Regions from separate parts of the Mus musculus genome. Here all the other regions are linked to region 1. Evidence: chromatin contacts called from public HiChIP or PLAC-seq and promoter capture Hi-C data. All regions are on one chromosome and are shown on one strand. The core of a region is the stretch at or near the end of the contact, and the rest is flanking DNA. Distances in the headings are between cores, read along the strand shown. Region 1 holds the start of Tfb2m (transcription factor B2, mitochondrial). Region 2 holds the start of Enah (ENAH actin regulator). Region 3 holds the start of Srp9 (signal recognition particle 9).

What was found. HiChIP or PLAC-seq counts read pairs in DNA pulled down with a chosen protein or histone mark. Capture Hi-C pulls out chosen DNA fragments and counts their contacts.
Region 2: a contact with region 1 is called in an H3K27ac HiChIP or PLAC-seq map of embryonic stem cells, with 7 times the contacts expected there. The contact joins the promoter of Enah here to the promoter of Tfb2m in region 1. A contact is called at or near these places in 1 of 39 promoter capture datasets (pre-B cells) and 1 of 115 datasets of contacts at active chromatin or transcription factors (embryonic stem cells).
Region 3: a contact with region 1 is called in a promoter capture Hi-C map of adipose tissue, with 5 times the contacts expected there. The contact joins the promoter of Srp9 here to the promoter of Tfb2m in region 1. A contact is called at or near these places in 2 of 39 promoter capture datasets (erythroid cells and pre-B cells), 1 of 484 Hi-C or Micro-C datasets (B cells), 3 of 115 datasets of contacts at active chromatin or transcription factors (large pre-B cells, regulatory T cell precursor and thymic regulatory T cells) and 2 of 9 other capture datasets (adipose tissue and liver).

Annotation. Positions count from the first base shown.
Region 1 is chr1:179,543,365-179,548,268 of GRCm38.p6, reverse strand. Tfb2m (transcription factor B2, mitochondrial) reads left to right here and starts at 1,993. Exons shown (of 8, transcript NM_008249.5): 1 at 1,993-2,447; 2 at 3,283-3,371. The coding sequence starts at 2,138. Cnst (consortin, connexin sorting protein) reads right to left here and starts at 1,740. Exons shown (of 11, transcript NM_146105.3): 1 at 1,653-1,740.
Region 2 is chr1:182,017,153-182,021,781 of GRCm38.p6, reverse strand. It overlaps Enah (ENAH actin regulator), which reads left to right and starts at 1,802. Exons shown (of 15, transcript NM_010135.3): 1 at 1,802-2,252. The coding sequence starts at 2,248.
Region 3 is chr1:182,121,321-182,126,057 of GRCm38.p6, reverse strand. Srp9 (signal recognition particle 9) reads right to left here and starts at 1,321. Exons shown (of 3, transcript NM_012058.3): 1 at 1,083-1,321. The coding sequence starts at 1,154. Gm33725 (a long non-coding RNA gene) reads left to right here and starts at 1,292. Exons shown (of 3, transcript XR_373761.4): 1 at 1,292-1,625.

The sequences.
Region 1 (4,904 bases), core at 744-3,243:
TTGACCCCTAACAAAGAAGGACAATGATAAATATAACTTTCCTAACGCCAACCACTCAAAAGGAAAATAAACCCTGCCCCAAGTTTCCTTGGACTGAGTAGGCTGTGGTCCACAGGCATTGTGAAATTTTTAAAAATGGTGCTAGGTCTGGAATTCAGGGCCTTATACGTGCGAAGTGGTCTACCACTGAGCTACAATCCCCTTGCCTTAAGAGGCTTATTTTAAAAATGAAAAACTCAAGAATATACTGGGTAAGTAAATTTTGTTATTGCTCTGATATTTTTTAAAAATCATTCTGAGGGAGGGACTGGGAGGAGAGGAGGCAGGGGAGGCAAGGATCGTGAGGTAAAGTTAATTAATTATTTAATTAATAAAAATTATAAAAATCATTCTGCCATATTCAATTGTTAAAATATAGCTCTGGGGAGGGGTGCAAGTCTAGAATCCTTCTGAGTTTATCAAAATGCCAATGGGGGGGGGTCACCTTTGCTTTTTTTCTTTTCCTGAGACATGGTTTCACTATATCCTAAACTAGCCCTGAACTCTATGCATCCCAGGCTGGCCTCCAACTGGTGGGTAATCAGCCTCCTGAATGCCAGGAGCACAGACTTTTACCACCATGCCTGGGAAGAATAATTTCAATAAAGAAAGGATGTTAAAAAACAAAACAAAAACTTAACAAAATCAAGATCAGTGAACAACAGTTAATAGCTTCTGCAGTGTACTAACTTACCATGCAAAAAAGGCCATCTTCAGGTGTCAATTCTTTCCGCCCTAGAGTTTCATTAGCTAAGGGCAATCTTGAGGCTACTTGGCAGGTGACACATTCCTGAGAAACTCTTTCCTTGTGCATTTATATGCCAAGCTCAATTATGCTGCCAGCAGAGTAAGCAGAAAGGATTGTACATATTTTAAACTAAGAAGTTGATTGGCCGCAGCTTCCAGCCTTGATGGAAGGGATAATGGGCAAAGCTTTGAGTACGATCCCCAAACACCGAAATCACTCTCAAAGAAAAGGATCTTCTAACACTGCCAAAATTCCCATTAGAGTATCCTATTTTTAGTCTTTGCAATCGGCCTTTTAAATTGCATTCTACGGTACAATGTGCTTAACTAAGTTTACACAGAGAATAAGGAAGCTTCCTAAGGCTTTAATCCTTTTAAACATGGGAAGGAATTTTAAGCTTTCAAATATTAAAATTTTTCAGCCTGAAATTTCAGTCTTGCAAACATGCATATTAAAAAGAAAAGGTAAATCTTGGCCCACAGGGAGGGAAAGAAGGGAGGCACTCGGCGGTTCCTGACAACCAAAGAGGTAGCTGTGGAGGGGAAAGAAGGTATATGGGGGCAAATAAAAGCTACCCGCAGGGAAGCTGGCACAGGCGACGGGCCACCGAACAGAGACACCGACGCGGAGTAGAAGCTGCCGGGTCCCCGGGGAGGGGAGCGCGCGCGGAGAAATTGGCGCGACGCGCGACAACCGCGTACCCGCAGAAAAGCGGGGAAAACAGGAGATCCGAGAGGGGGCGGATGCGAGAGGGACCCGCTGCAACTCCGGGGAGGACAGCGCCCGGGGAGGAGCCAGCGACTCCCCACAGCTCGGCGGTCGCCGCCAGCCGGCTGATCCCCTGCAGCCGGGCTGCTGGTCTTACCTGGGCATCCGAGGCAATGCAAGGGCTACCGCCGGGCGCCGGGTCTGTTTCCAGCCCCGCGCGCTGACATGGCGGCCGACGAGCTGTCACACCGCCGGCTCGGGTCTCCCGCGGCACTGGAGGATCGGACACCTCTAGCCTTCCCGCCCCGCCTCCCTCTGCGCAACCCTCCCGGCTGGCGGCCGGACCGAGGAGCATAGAGTGCGAGACCGCGGCTAGAGAGGAAGTGCGGAGGGCGGGCGACCATAGAGTTCCAGCACGGACACACCCGGAGAGTCCACGCACAGGAGCCTGGGGGCGGAGCCTAGGCGGAAGCGGAAGCGAGTGAGCAAAGGACTGAGGCTAGGTCGTTCGCATGCGCCATTCGTAATGTTTACTTCCGCCCGGCCTAGTGTGGTGGTGAAATGTGTGCACGTGTGATGGGGTGCTCTGCGTTCTTCGCAGAGGCTACCTTAACTGGTGTTTGAGGTGGACTTTAGAGGAGGATGAGGGGACCGGCGATGCGGCTTCCCCCGCGGATCGCGCTGTCAGCGTTGGCCCGCGGCCCATCTTGCATTCTAGGGTCCGGAGCGGCGACGCGGAAGGACTGGCAAACGAGGAACCGCCGCGGCTTCTCTGACTTCAATATAGAGCCGTTGCCTGATTCTGATTTGGAGGAGTCGTCCCCGTGGACATCCAGGAATCGATCGGAGCCTACGCGTCACATAGCATGTAAGAAAGCGGCCAGGAACCTGGTACGGGACCTGCTGGAGCACCAAAACCCATCCCGTCAAATTATACTAGAGTGCAATCCAGGTGAGTTGAACAGAAGCTTTGCCCTTAGCGTTTACGTGCCCAATATCCTAAATTAGTGTTTGTTTATTGTGTATGCGCGCGTGTTTAGGTCAGAAGACGACTTAGCGAGAGTCAGTTCTCGCCCTACACTTGTGATCTCAATGATTGAAACGAAGTGTTCAGGCTTTACGCCAACCGCCATTGCCCTCTGAGCGTTCTCATTGACCCTGAATTGTATTTTTTTCTTTCTTAAGCATCACTTCTTACTGACAGTCATTTCGTTTAGACTTGACAGTAATTTTTATGGCTAAACATTCAAATAGTCCGTGAGTAAGAGGTAGTCGCAATCTTACATACTATCTTATATACTTGTTTTTCTTCTAGGAAATAGTGACATTTGTTAGGACAGTAAGTGTTGCTGTCACTGACAGACAGAAGGCTGTACAGCTTACCTGTTGAGATGTTGTGGGTTCAAGGTAACTGCCTAATCATAGTTTTCTATATGCAAAAAGAATGTTATCTGGAAACATTGTGTCGTTGAAGCTTGTGTAAAGTCGACTTTGAAAGTGACTGTGGCCGGATGCAATGGCACACACCTTTAATCCCAGCAAGAGGCAGACTGATCTGTGAGTTGGAGGCCATCGAGGTCTACAGAGTGAATTCCAGGACAGCCAGAGCTACACAGTGAGATCCTGTCTTAAAAATAGAGGAAGAGAAAGACACACACACACACACACAGAGAGAGAGAGAGAGAGAGAGACAGACAGACAGACAGACAGACAGATAGAAATGGAGAGACAGAATCAGACAGTATGTTGTTTATTTTGCAAATAAAGTTTTTCTGTTAATATACCAGGTCCTGGAATCCTGACTGGGGCATTACTTAAAGCTGGTGCCAGAGTGGTTGCCTTTGAAAGTGAAAAGACTTTTATTCCACATTTGGAGGTATATTTTTATGTTCCTAAAGTAATATATCTATAAAGACTAGGACCTGTTGAGTGTTCCATGCTTGTTGAGTTTCTGAAAGCTTGGGAGTTCTGAAATCTCTTTTCTAGTTCCTACTGGGGCCCCGAAAATGATAACCTCAAAGCATGACTCATTAATAATAAGTGAGTATTTTGGAATAAAGGACAGTTGGAAGCCCTCAGGTGTAGCTTCAGGAAGAAAGTGTTTCTGCCCTCCTGTTCTTCAAATCAAGCCCTAGAGAGCAGAACTCCTATTCTCAGGATAGACACAGAAGCTAGGACCACCTCACTGCAAAAGAAATGATAGGCCTGAGAATTACTGTAAGCTTTCTGTGTGAGAACTGCCTTTGGCCTACCTTGATTCATAGAGGATCGGGAGTTCTTTTGTCAGAAGCGTTCACCCTCTGCCCAAGAGGAACGAATGACAAACGTAGAGAGCCTAAGAATCTGAACGGAGCGGCCCTGGGTCTGCTTCCACCTTTGGTTGGTTCAGGTCACACCCCTTTTATTCCAGCTCATCCCCACAGAGCTGCCCATTCTCCATTGACTCTCAGCGTGAAGTTGGACACTTTCTCTAGATCTACATAGGAACACTTGTTACATAGGCTCCCATTAATTTGTGGTTACACTTTTCAGTTGTTAATCTACCTTTTGTTAAATGAGTGTAGTTTATTCCCTTAAGATCAGGAGGAACTATGTCCCATCTTACCTTCCTATACAGTCTAGCTGAATGATATATAATTGGTCACTAAGCTCATGTCCCCATCTTCAGTACTGTGCTGTGGCTCTGCCCTGTGTGAACTTAACTTTCAAGAGTAAGTGCTAAGGTTAGGTTAATGGTGGTACACTGTTCTCTCTGAGTTTACTTAGGACTTCAAGTGAAACCAAAAAGGGTTGAGATGGATAAGCACAGTTGCAGAATGCTGCTGTTGTTGTTTTTTTTCCCAAATGATTGTTTCAGTGTTTCTGAGTCTTTAACTGACAGTTAACCATTAGAGAAGAAATTAATTCAGGAAACATCTATATCAGGTTCCTGAAAGCAAGAAGAAAGAATGGCCTGAATTTAAAGGTGCTGCGAGACAACGAAAATCTTGTGGAAATAGCTACAATATCTAAAGATCAAACTGTTTAAAAATGAAACTTTGGAAGGTTGAGTTGTTTTTGGCCGTTAGTGGGGTTATGCTCATGGTAGAACAGCTAGTTGGCCTAGCACAAACAAGGCCCATGGTTAAACCTGGGTGGTGAGAGAGAGCCTGGCAGGTGAAGTGCCATGCACCTTTCATTCCTCAAGTCTGGTGCAGAGGGAGGAGAGTGAGAGCCATTGGTTTCAAGGCTAACCTGGTCTATATTTGGAATTTTAGACCAGACAGGACTACATGGTGAAACACAAAATAAACTGTTTTGTAATTGACAACATTGAAGAAAAAGAAGAAGGAAAAAAGCTAGTAGACTAAGATTGGCAGAGCTCCTTCTGCTTCTGCCTCCCAAGTACCTGCAATCCTGGCATGCGGGA
Region 2 (4,629 bases), core at 553-3,052, 2.5 Mb before region 1:
CTTTTATCTGAAACCTAAGCTCTGTTGTACTTACTATATTGGTATGAATGAACTAAGGAGAGCTGGGGTGACTTCTGGCTGAATGTGTCTTAATTCTTTCCCCAAGAAGATTCAATAGGCATTAGTGCTTTTTTTCCTCTTTCTAGACATTAGTTAACTTGTTGAATACTTGAGGTGCAAGCATTTTATACAGATGCCCTTTATACAAAGGCAGTGCACCTCAGAGCTGAGATGTTTTTCTAATCACGGCTATTGTACTAATAACACACGAGGTTGTTTGAGATGTATATTTCTGTCTCTTCTCGTAATATGGGCAACAAGGACATTTGGCTGACAGGGCTGTTTTCTCTTCAGTCCTTGGAGATCCTTGAATAAAATGCTCTGTGATGGCAAGCTGTAATTAGCTATGTGGGTGGAAATTAGTGTTCTTCAAGTACACCATGTTTAGAGCAGAGGCACCGTGCTTTTTACTACCCGAGGCCACCCTGGTCCTGTGCCACAGCTCTAGGTCACTGCTTCTTGCAGGGCTTCCTTCCAAAAAGCAAACCGCCTTTGTTGAGCTCTGAAACCAGGAGGCTTTTCATAGTTAAAACAGGTTAAACTGTTCTCCAGACAATTCAGGCATTGACCAAGGATGGATAGGATACGTTAGCTTGTCATTTGAAAGTGCCCAGAATGCCAGCTTTCATAAGTATCTTTAGAACCGCAGCTCATTTTATATGGAACATCAAACTTTTGAATGGATTCCTGCAGTATTGCTAGGTCCTCCATTTTGGATGTAATAGAAATCGGGTAGCTGCAAAAACCCTTTCTAACCTAGTCTAGGCATCTGTATACTGCGCACGAAAGCGGGCTCTCAGTTTTTAAAAAATTTTATTAGATCATTGGATTTGCTGTTTTTCATTCTACACCCCCCGCCCCAAATTCGGGCTTCTCAGAGGCCTCCTGCACCATCTGACTAAACCATTCGCTGCGTTAGTATTTTCTATCTACCTTCTCAAGGAGGTGAGCTCCAGACTAGGTGAAAGACAGAGCATTTAAAATTATCCTCAGTTTCCATCCCTCCCCGCCCCCGGCCGGGATTCCCTTTCAGCTGGTGACGACAGAAAGGGTTCCACGGGCTGCGTCTCTCGCGGCTGCACAGGGTTCCGCGTGCCTCGGGCCACCGCGTTTCCCGACACCGATGCGTTAGCTGTGTGTGTGTGTGTGTGCGCGTTTATGCGCGCGTGTGTTTGTGCAGTCATCCCAGTACTGTGCGCGCGTCGGCCGGATCCCCAGGTCCAGCACGCTCGGGGGTCCTCGGGAATCCGGGGGACGACGATGGCCACGTTTTGCGTGTTCGGAACTCTCCTACATCCCGCCTACATCCCACGGGTGGGGGTGGGTGGGAGGGAATCACATCGCGGCGGGGACGCGCAGAGGGGGATGCCGGCCCGCGCGCCCTGGTCCTCTCCGCGATCGCGCCCGGCTCGTCACGCCCCCCCCAACCCCCCCACCGCGGTTCGCTCCTCACCTCAGCCTCCGGGCTGCGGGAAGGCCGCGGCAGGAGAGCGCGGTCAAGGGCAGAGCGGGCGCCGAGCCCCCCTCCGACCGCGGGGGGCGCGGAGCCGGGTGGGCGGCAACAAAGGGCCGTGGCCGCACCGCCGCCTCGCCTCGGCCGCCGCCCCGCAGCCCCCTCGTGCGCAACGCCCCTCGCCCCGGGAGGGAGGGGGAGGGGAGCGGGCGAAGCGGGAGCGGCGGGGGCGGCGGGAGGAGGGCGGCGCCTGCGTGCTCCTCCGCCGCCCCGCCCCCGGCGCCCCGCGGCGAGCCCGGCTCTCCTCCCGCGGCTGCAGCAGCTGCCGGTTCCTCACGGCCTCGGCGGCGGCGGTGACGGCGGCGCGCTCGGAGCGGCCTCTGGAGCGGCGGGCGGGCGGACGGACGGACGGACGGACGGGCGCGCGGCCCCGGCGGCTCCCGTCTGAAGCGGCGGACGAGGCTCGGCGGGGAGGAGGCGGCGACGCAGGCGGAGGAGGCGGCGGCCGCCGGGGACCCGCTCGGCGCCTCGGCCCCGTGCCCCGTCCCCAGCCCGTGGTCGCTCGCGCTCGGCGGGCCGGCGCCTCGCCTCTGCGCGCGGAGATGGTGTAGCCCGGCCGCCGGAGCCGGAGCCGCCTCTGCTCGCGCGTCCCCGCGGCGTCCGCCTCCCCGCCTGAGAAGAGACCCTCCGCTCGGCGGCTCCCGCGCCGGGGAAGCCTCGGCGCCGCCGGCACCATGAGGTGAGGGGCGCGCGGGCCGCCAGCCATTGTGCCGCGGCGCCGCGACCGCTCTGCGCGGACCCGCCTGCCCCGGCCCGCGGCGCCGGCTCGGCTCTCCCGGCTCTTTCTCGCTCCCTTTTGTCCCTTCGGGTTTCTCCGGTCCAGCTGCCCTGCCCAGCCGCTCTGATTTGGGGGAGGGGGCTCCTCCCGGTGTCCCCCTCCGATGCTCTTCTTTTACCCAGGATTTCCCTTCCTCAATTCAATATGCCAGCTCCCTCCCTCCCTCCCCCAGCCTGGGTTAACGAAACCCAGGAGATGGGGAGGGGCTCGGTAGTCGTAGCGTGCTCGTTGCCGAGAAACAGGTATTTTCCGTACATCTGTAAAAATTCTCTGCACTTTTAGTACAAAGCTCTAGTGTTTAATTAAAAGGGGGGTGGGGAGGAAAGTTTGGAAGGTTTGAAATCTCTGCGGGGAATAAAGTGCCTCTGGTAGGGGTAAAGCGGAGGAGCGGGGAAAGGTGAACATTTCTCGATGGTGGGGGAAGGGAGAGCATTTACTAGGTTTCCTCTGGCGGGGGACAGTGTGAGGCTGGGATAAGTTGGTTGAGGTTTGTAAGCCCGGGCGGGGGAGGGTTTTGTTTGGAAAGCCCTTCTCTCCGGTTCGTAGCAGCCTGTGTTGCATTGCAGCAGAAGCGGCCGCGTTTCCCTTCCTCTGTAATCAATACAATTATTTATTTATTTTTCAGCCCCAAAGGAAAGTCTTGGATGTACCGTGGTGAAATGCTTTTTGATTGATACGGTGAAACATATGGTGTGATGTTTTTTAATTTTTGTCTCTCCAGTTGTGTAGGAGAATAAACCATGATGTGGTGTGTCACTCATTGGCGACCACCCACCCCAAGCCTTTCCTAAGGTTGTTTTGTGTCCATAACCTCCCGCTTTTGGATTGGTGCAAGACTTAGTGAGAAATAGGACCTCGTAGACTGAAGGCTGATGCATTTTGCGTACTCATCCTTAAAGGCCTCCCTTTTAGGTTAAACAATTGTGGATGAAGTAAATTCCTCCGTTTCTTCCTCCCTCCCGAGATAGTCTTTCAGTTCATTTGGATTTGAATCTCCTTTGTGTTAAAGATTAATGGCCGACGGTTGCCAAGACCTTTATAATGTAATGAAATGAGATTTGAATAATATCTTCAAATTCCTTCTCTTTGGCCTGAAAATCTTGTCATTGGAATTTCCCCCCTTATTTCTGTTTGAAACTTTAGCTTTTATATCCCCCTCCTCAAAAAAAAAAAAAAAAATCAGGGTTGAACACAGACCCGTTACAATTTTAAGTATATTTTTGTGCTGTGTTTACTTAAGCTTACTATGAATTTTTCTGATTCTGGGTGACAGATCTTTATGTTAGTGTTAGATTTTTGCCAAGTGACCCCTTTTCCTGGGTGATTTCATACAACTTATTTCAAATGTTTAAAAAGTAATTAATGGCATAGAAATCAAGATTAATCTTTGTAAAATGCAAGTTGAGAAACCTGTTATATTTTTGTGCATTTTTGCTAAGCTACTGGTGGCCTTGAAAATTCAGGAACTGTTAAAAAACATGACTGTTCTGTCAGGTAATATTACATACTGTTGATTGTACTTTAGTGACATAATGCTATATAGGTCTTGCCCAACAAGTTAGTAGTTAGTAGTTTTTTGGTTTTTTTTTTTCAGACTTGCAATAATTTTCTTAAAACATTAAAAGGACAAAATAAAGCAGGGTATTTTAACATTTGATCAAAGCTATTTGAAAGCTTGTGAACAAAATATATTCAAGTTTGAAGTATTTAGTAAAACTTAAATCATACACTGTCTCAGTAAGTTATGTCTGGACTTAGAAGTTCTAGCTTCTAGCGAAATATAACTAATGCTTTGAAAGCTGTTTTCTTGCCATATTTCTTACTAGCTGTAGAGATAGAGAAATCACACTGACGTTTTCCCAGTGGTGTAAATACAGAACATTCCCCCCAGGTCTGAGGAGTTTGCGCAGTCTACAGTAATTCTTTGTAGGCTGATTTTGAATAATTTAAGAGCAGAAAAGAGGATCAGCTAGTTTTTCACTTTGAAGGGCTTTGTAGAGTCGCTCTTGAGCAGTTCCTAAGAGGGTGAGGGTAGGGTGGTTTGGTCTGAGGTAACCTCAGATGCTGTAGGAACTAAAAGTTAACCTTTTCATGGAATGACAACCCCCCCCCCCCCAGATCCCCCAACCCAGAAACAGAGATATTGAAGAGGGCATTTCCATTAAGTTGGTCGGAACTCTGAGGCAGTAAGTATCTTACAGAATTGAGTATTTGTGGTAAGATCTCTCAGATGTTTTAAGTTTAGGAACAGTGTGTTTTGTCACATAGTGTACTCTTA
Region 3 (4,737 bases), core at 72-2,571, 2.6 Mb before region 1:
CATGTGCACAAGCAAACACTGACATACGTAAGAATTAATGGACTGACCTTCTTAAAAGATGCTTCCTGTGGGCTTGGAGAGATGGCTTAGCTGCTAAAGGCTATGCTCACAACCAAAAGTAAAAGATGCTCCCTGTAAAATCCTGTAGTAAGTACTGCCACCGCAAGCTGCCAGTACCAATATATTTTTGATTTTTACTTACATGTGTGTGTCTGTGTGTGTACATGTTAGTGTGAGAGATGTGTGGTCAGAGGGCAAATTTAAGGAGTAGATTCCCTCTTTCCATCCTTAAGTGAGTTCTGCATGCTGAGTGTCTCTGCAGTCTCATTATGATACACACACACACACACAGAGTTCGTGTTATGCACTGAGCCCGGGTTCTTGAGATTGTTAGCTGCTCATCGGTTTTTTTGTTTTTGTTTTCTTTTTCCTTAACGTGTATATTCATAAAACATGCGTCTACCATACCTTCAACAATCCTTTAAGGAATGATGAAGCTGACCTTTGTGTCCCCCTCCCGGAACTTGTTCTGAACTGCTGAGATGGGACTGGGTAGTTTGCTTTGGGGAATGAAACCGCTTGCAAACATTTATGTCTAACGTGAGAGTGCAAACAGTCTCCATGTTTCAACTGGTCCAGGAAAAGACTAAAAATCCCCACTATCCAAAAAAAAAAAAAAAAAAGTAGAGCAGGTGCTTCCTAACTGGGACGTACAGTAGCACCATTTTATAAGCTGGTACTCTCGGGTCTGGGTAGGAAAGGAAAGGGGCACTAAACTAAGCGACGGACAGGAAAGCGACGGTGCAGGGGGAGGAGCCCACTCAGCGACACGTAAACCAACCAGATCCCGAGCGGAAGTTAGGAGCTCCCCCGGGTGCAGGCCGCTGTGGGGTCCGGCGCTGCGGAAACCGCCCTGCCTGTAGCTGCTGGGGTCGCCTCGCTGGGTCACTGGGTCTCCGGGTCAGTCGGAAGCAGACGAAGGGACAGTGGCACCGGGTGGGCCGACTGTTTCCTGGGCGTGCTCAGGCCGCGCCAAGGGTAGAGAAGCCCCGGGCCCCAGGGCGGTCCCTGCAGCGACTCACCTTCATGGGGTCCGCCAGGTAGAGCTTCTCGGCCGCCCGGCTGAACTCCTCCCAGGTCTGGAACTGAGGCATCGTGGCTTCAGGCAGCGAGGAACAAGGCCGCGAAGCGAGTCACGGCGCTGTCGCCCCGGCGGCCCGCCGCTCTCCCGCAACCGCCCACAGCGCTGCACTCCGGCGGCGCAAAGACGGAGGCTCACGAGCGCTCACGCCATTGGCCAGCCTCGGCCGCGCGCCTGTCCAATGGGCAGGAGGCGTGATGTCGGGGGGCGGGGCCTCCGCTCTGAGAGGTCGGGAGAGGAGAGGGCGGCTGCCACAGCGCCGCCTGCAGGGCTGGAGGGGATAGTGCCTGTGCTGCCTTTCCAAAGACTAAGGAGCTCTGTGACCTGGTACCCAAGTCACAGTCGTGGTGATGACAAGGCGCAGCTGTCACACTCAAAGCCTAATCAAGGAGTTGGGGAGACATAACGGACGCGCAACCAAAAACTTTCTGTGGTAGACTTTTGTATCGGGTCAGTGGAACAAAAAGGAGCAAGGCTCCCAGAGGTGAGACAAACTGAATAGGGAGTAGAGAAGGGCGAGACCTCTAGGCACATTTAAGATCTGCAGTGTACGTGTACTTAAGAGGAACAGTAGTGTTCAAGGGAATGGAGGAAGAGAAGAAGCACAGAGAGAAGGAAGCTACACTGTGGCATCTGCTAGGATACGAAATTTGAGTCTTTCCCTCAGGCAGAGTGTGACACAGGACAGCTTTTAAAAGAAATTTTATTGGGGTATATAGTTTATGTGTGCAGTAAACATCGGCTTTGAGAATATACGATCATGGATTCTGAAAAAAATACATATACACACACGTCACACAGCCACAGAGCATATACCTACTTGCCTAATGTCATAATCAATATATGGGGGTATTTTTCACCTCTAGAAATTTCTTCATGCCTCCTTGTAATTCATTTCCTCTGTCTTCACTCCTGGCCCCACGAATGTTTACTCTTACTAAAAATTACATCCCCCTGTCCATTGAGCTGCTTTTTCCCCCTTCCCTTCTCCATCTTGCTCTGCCCCTCCTCAATCCGGGCCCAAAGGTTTGTTGTTGTTGTTGCTGTTGTTGTTTTTATTTTTTGTTTCTCATTACAGATGGTTGTGAGCCACCATGTGGTTGCTGGGATTTGAACTCATTCATGACCTCTGGAAGAGCAGTCAGTGCTCTTAACCCTGAGCCCTCTCACCAGCCCCCATTGATCAGCTTTAAACAGTTTTGTTGGGTTTTTTGTTTTGTTTTGTCTTGTATTGTTTTGGGTTTTCAGTGCTAAGGATTGTGCATTCTAGACAAGGTCTCTGCCACTGAACTTAGCCACATTCTCCTCCCCATCTTGCCTTCCTCTTCCCTATCTTTTTCTTTTCTTTTTCTTTCTTTCTTCTTTGTTTGTTTGTTTGTTTGTTTGTTTTTCAAGACAGGGTTTTTCTGTGTATCCCTGGCTGTCCTGGAACTCTCTCTGTAGACCAGGCTGGCCTTGAACTCAGAAATCCGCCTGCCTCTGCCTCCCAAGTGCTGGGATTAAAGGCGTGCGCCACCCCTGCCCGACTTCTTTTCTTTTTCCTTCTTTCTCTTTCTTTTTCTTTCTTTCATTTTTTCTCTTTTCTTTCCTTTCATTCATTTTCTTTCTCTTTTCTTCCTTCTTTCCTTCCTTCCTTTTTTTCTTTTGCTCTTTCTTTTTCTTTTTTTATGTCATGAGTTTGCGGAAAGTCCCAGCTATTTAGTCCAAGGCCAAACTGGGCTACTTAGAAATAAACAAGCAGGGCTGGAGAGATGCCTCAGCAGTTAAGAGCACCGACTACTCTTCCAAAGGTCCTGAGTTCAAATCCCAGCAACCACATGGTGCCTTACAACCACCTGTAATTAGATCCGATGCCCTCCTCCGGTGTGTCTCAAGACAGCAACAGCATACTCATAATAAATAAATAAATAAATAAATAAATAAATAAATCTTTTTTTTTTTAAACATTGAGCAGTCTCTGGGACAAACCTTCAGTCCTTTTTTTTTAAGATTTATTTATTTATTATATGTAAGTACACTGTAGCTGTCTTCAGACACTCCTTACACATGGTTGTGAGCCACCATGTGGTTGCTGGGATTTGAACTCCGGATCTTCGAAAGAACAGTCGGGTGCTCTTACCCACTGAGCCATCTCACCAGCCCCCCTAAATAAATCTTTTTAAAAAAAGAAATAAGCAAAGAAAAGAAAGGAAGAAAGAAACAAGAATGATGGCAGTCCTAGCAAGAGGCCATCATGGTACCTGGGCTAAATAGATAGCAATTATTTTGATTTTTTTTAAAGGGGGTGAAACAAAGGGACTCTGAAGTCAGCCTCCCGGGGGATGCTTGAAGGTCTGCTCAAACATTAGGGCTTTACAGCTCAAGTTCCCAGGAGGCTGGGTGGTTAGCTGAGTCATCTCTACGAAGGTTAAAGTCACTTGTGAATAAGATTAGCTTCAGAAGAAGGCTTCTATTCCCTTAGAACAAGGGACATATTGCAGGGGCTATGGGGACGCTGAAGAGCAGAAACAAACGAGACGAGACAAAGGACAGTCCAGCAGAAAGGCCTTCTTGGAAGAGGAGTTTGTAAACATTTTTAGCAGTGTACATAACAATGAGTTTCGTTATGACATCTTCACACATGTCCACAATGTGCCTTGATCATGTTCACACCCTCTAACCCTACCTCTTTTAGATTGGTCCCAGCAAATATTTTTTTTCCAACAAATCTTAATATTCCCTCTTTCACACCTGTACAAGTCAAAGGGCATAGTGTTGGGGTTTAATCAAAATGTTGGAGTCCTCAAAGCCCCCTTGCTTATCTCTCCAAGGCAGAGTCAAGAGAACCAGGCTTCGGAAGTTACTACAAACCCTTTCGTTTTACAACCCTACAGTCAAACCTTACTATAATATTGATTTTCATTTAGCAGACAAACGACTGGCTATGTTTGTGAGAGAGTTTCTAGATTAGGTTAATTGGCGTGGAAAGATCCATCTGAAATGTGGTGGCTCCATCCCATGGGCTGGGGCCCTGGGCCATAAAAGGAGACTGTGAGCTGAGCACCAGCATCCACCTCTCTACATCCTGACTGGAAGCAGTGTGACCAGTCACCGCACACTCCTGCACCCACCCCACACTGAGCCATCTGCTTTTCCTTCCTTAGGTGGCTTTTGTCTGCCATGATGTCACAGCGGTGCGAAGAGCGCTTGGTACACTAATCCCAAGGGCTGTGAGAGAAAATAATCCTTCCCACTACACTAACCCAGGTCTACAAGCTCCTCTCTCTACTTTCCCAAGCTGAGGCTACCTGGTTCATGAATAGTAGCTGTTTTATGGATATAAGACAGGGACATTCAGAGTATGCAGTAGTGAACTTCACAAAGAGCATAGAATCTGGATCATTCCAAGTGACTTCACATCAGCCCCAAGAGCAGAACTAATTACCCTCACCAGAGCCCTCTAGCTTGGAGCAAGAATGAGATTCACACAGATTCATCCTGTGATTTCTATGTAACCCACACCCGTGTAGCCATCTGGAGAGAAAGGGGCCTCTTTACTGCCTGTAACAGCTTGGGTAAACATGCTCCTGAGGTTCGGACCACTCTAGAAGCCACCC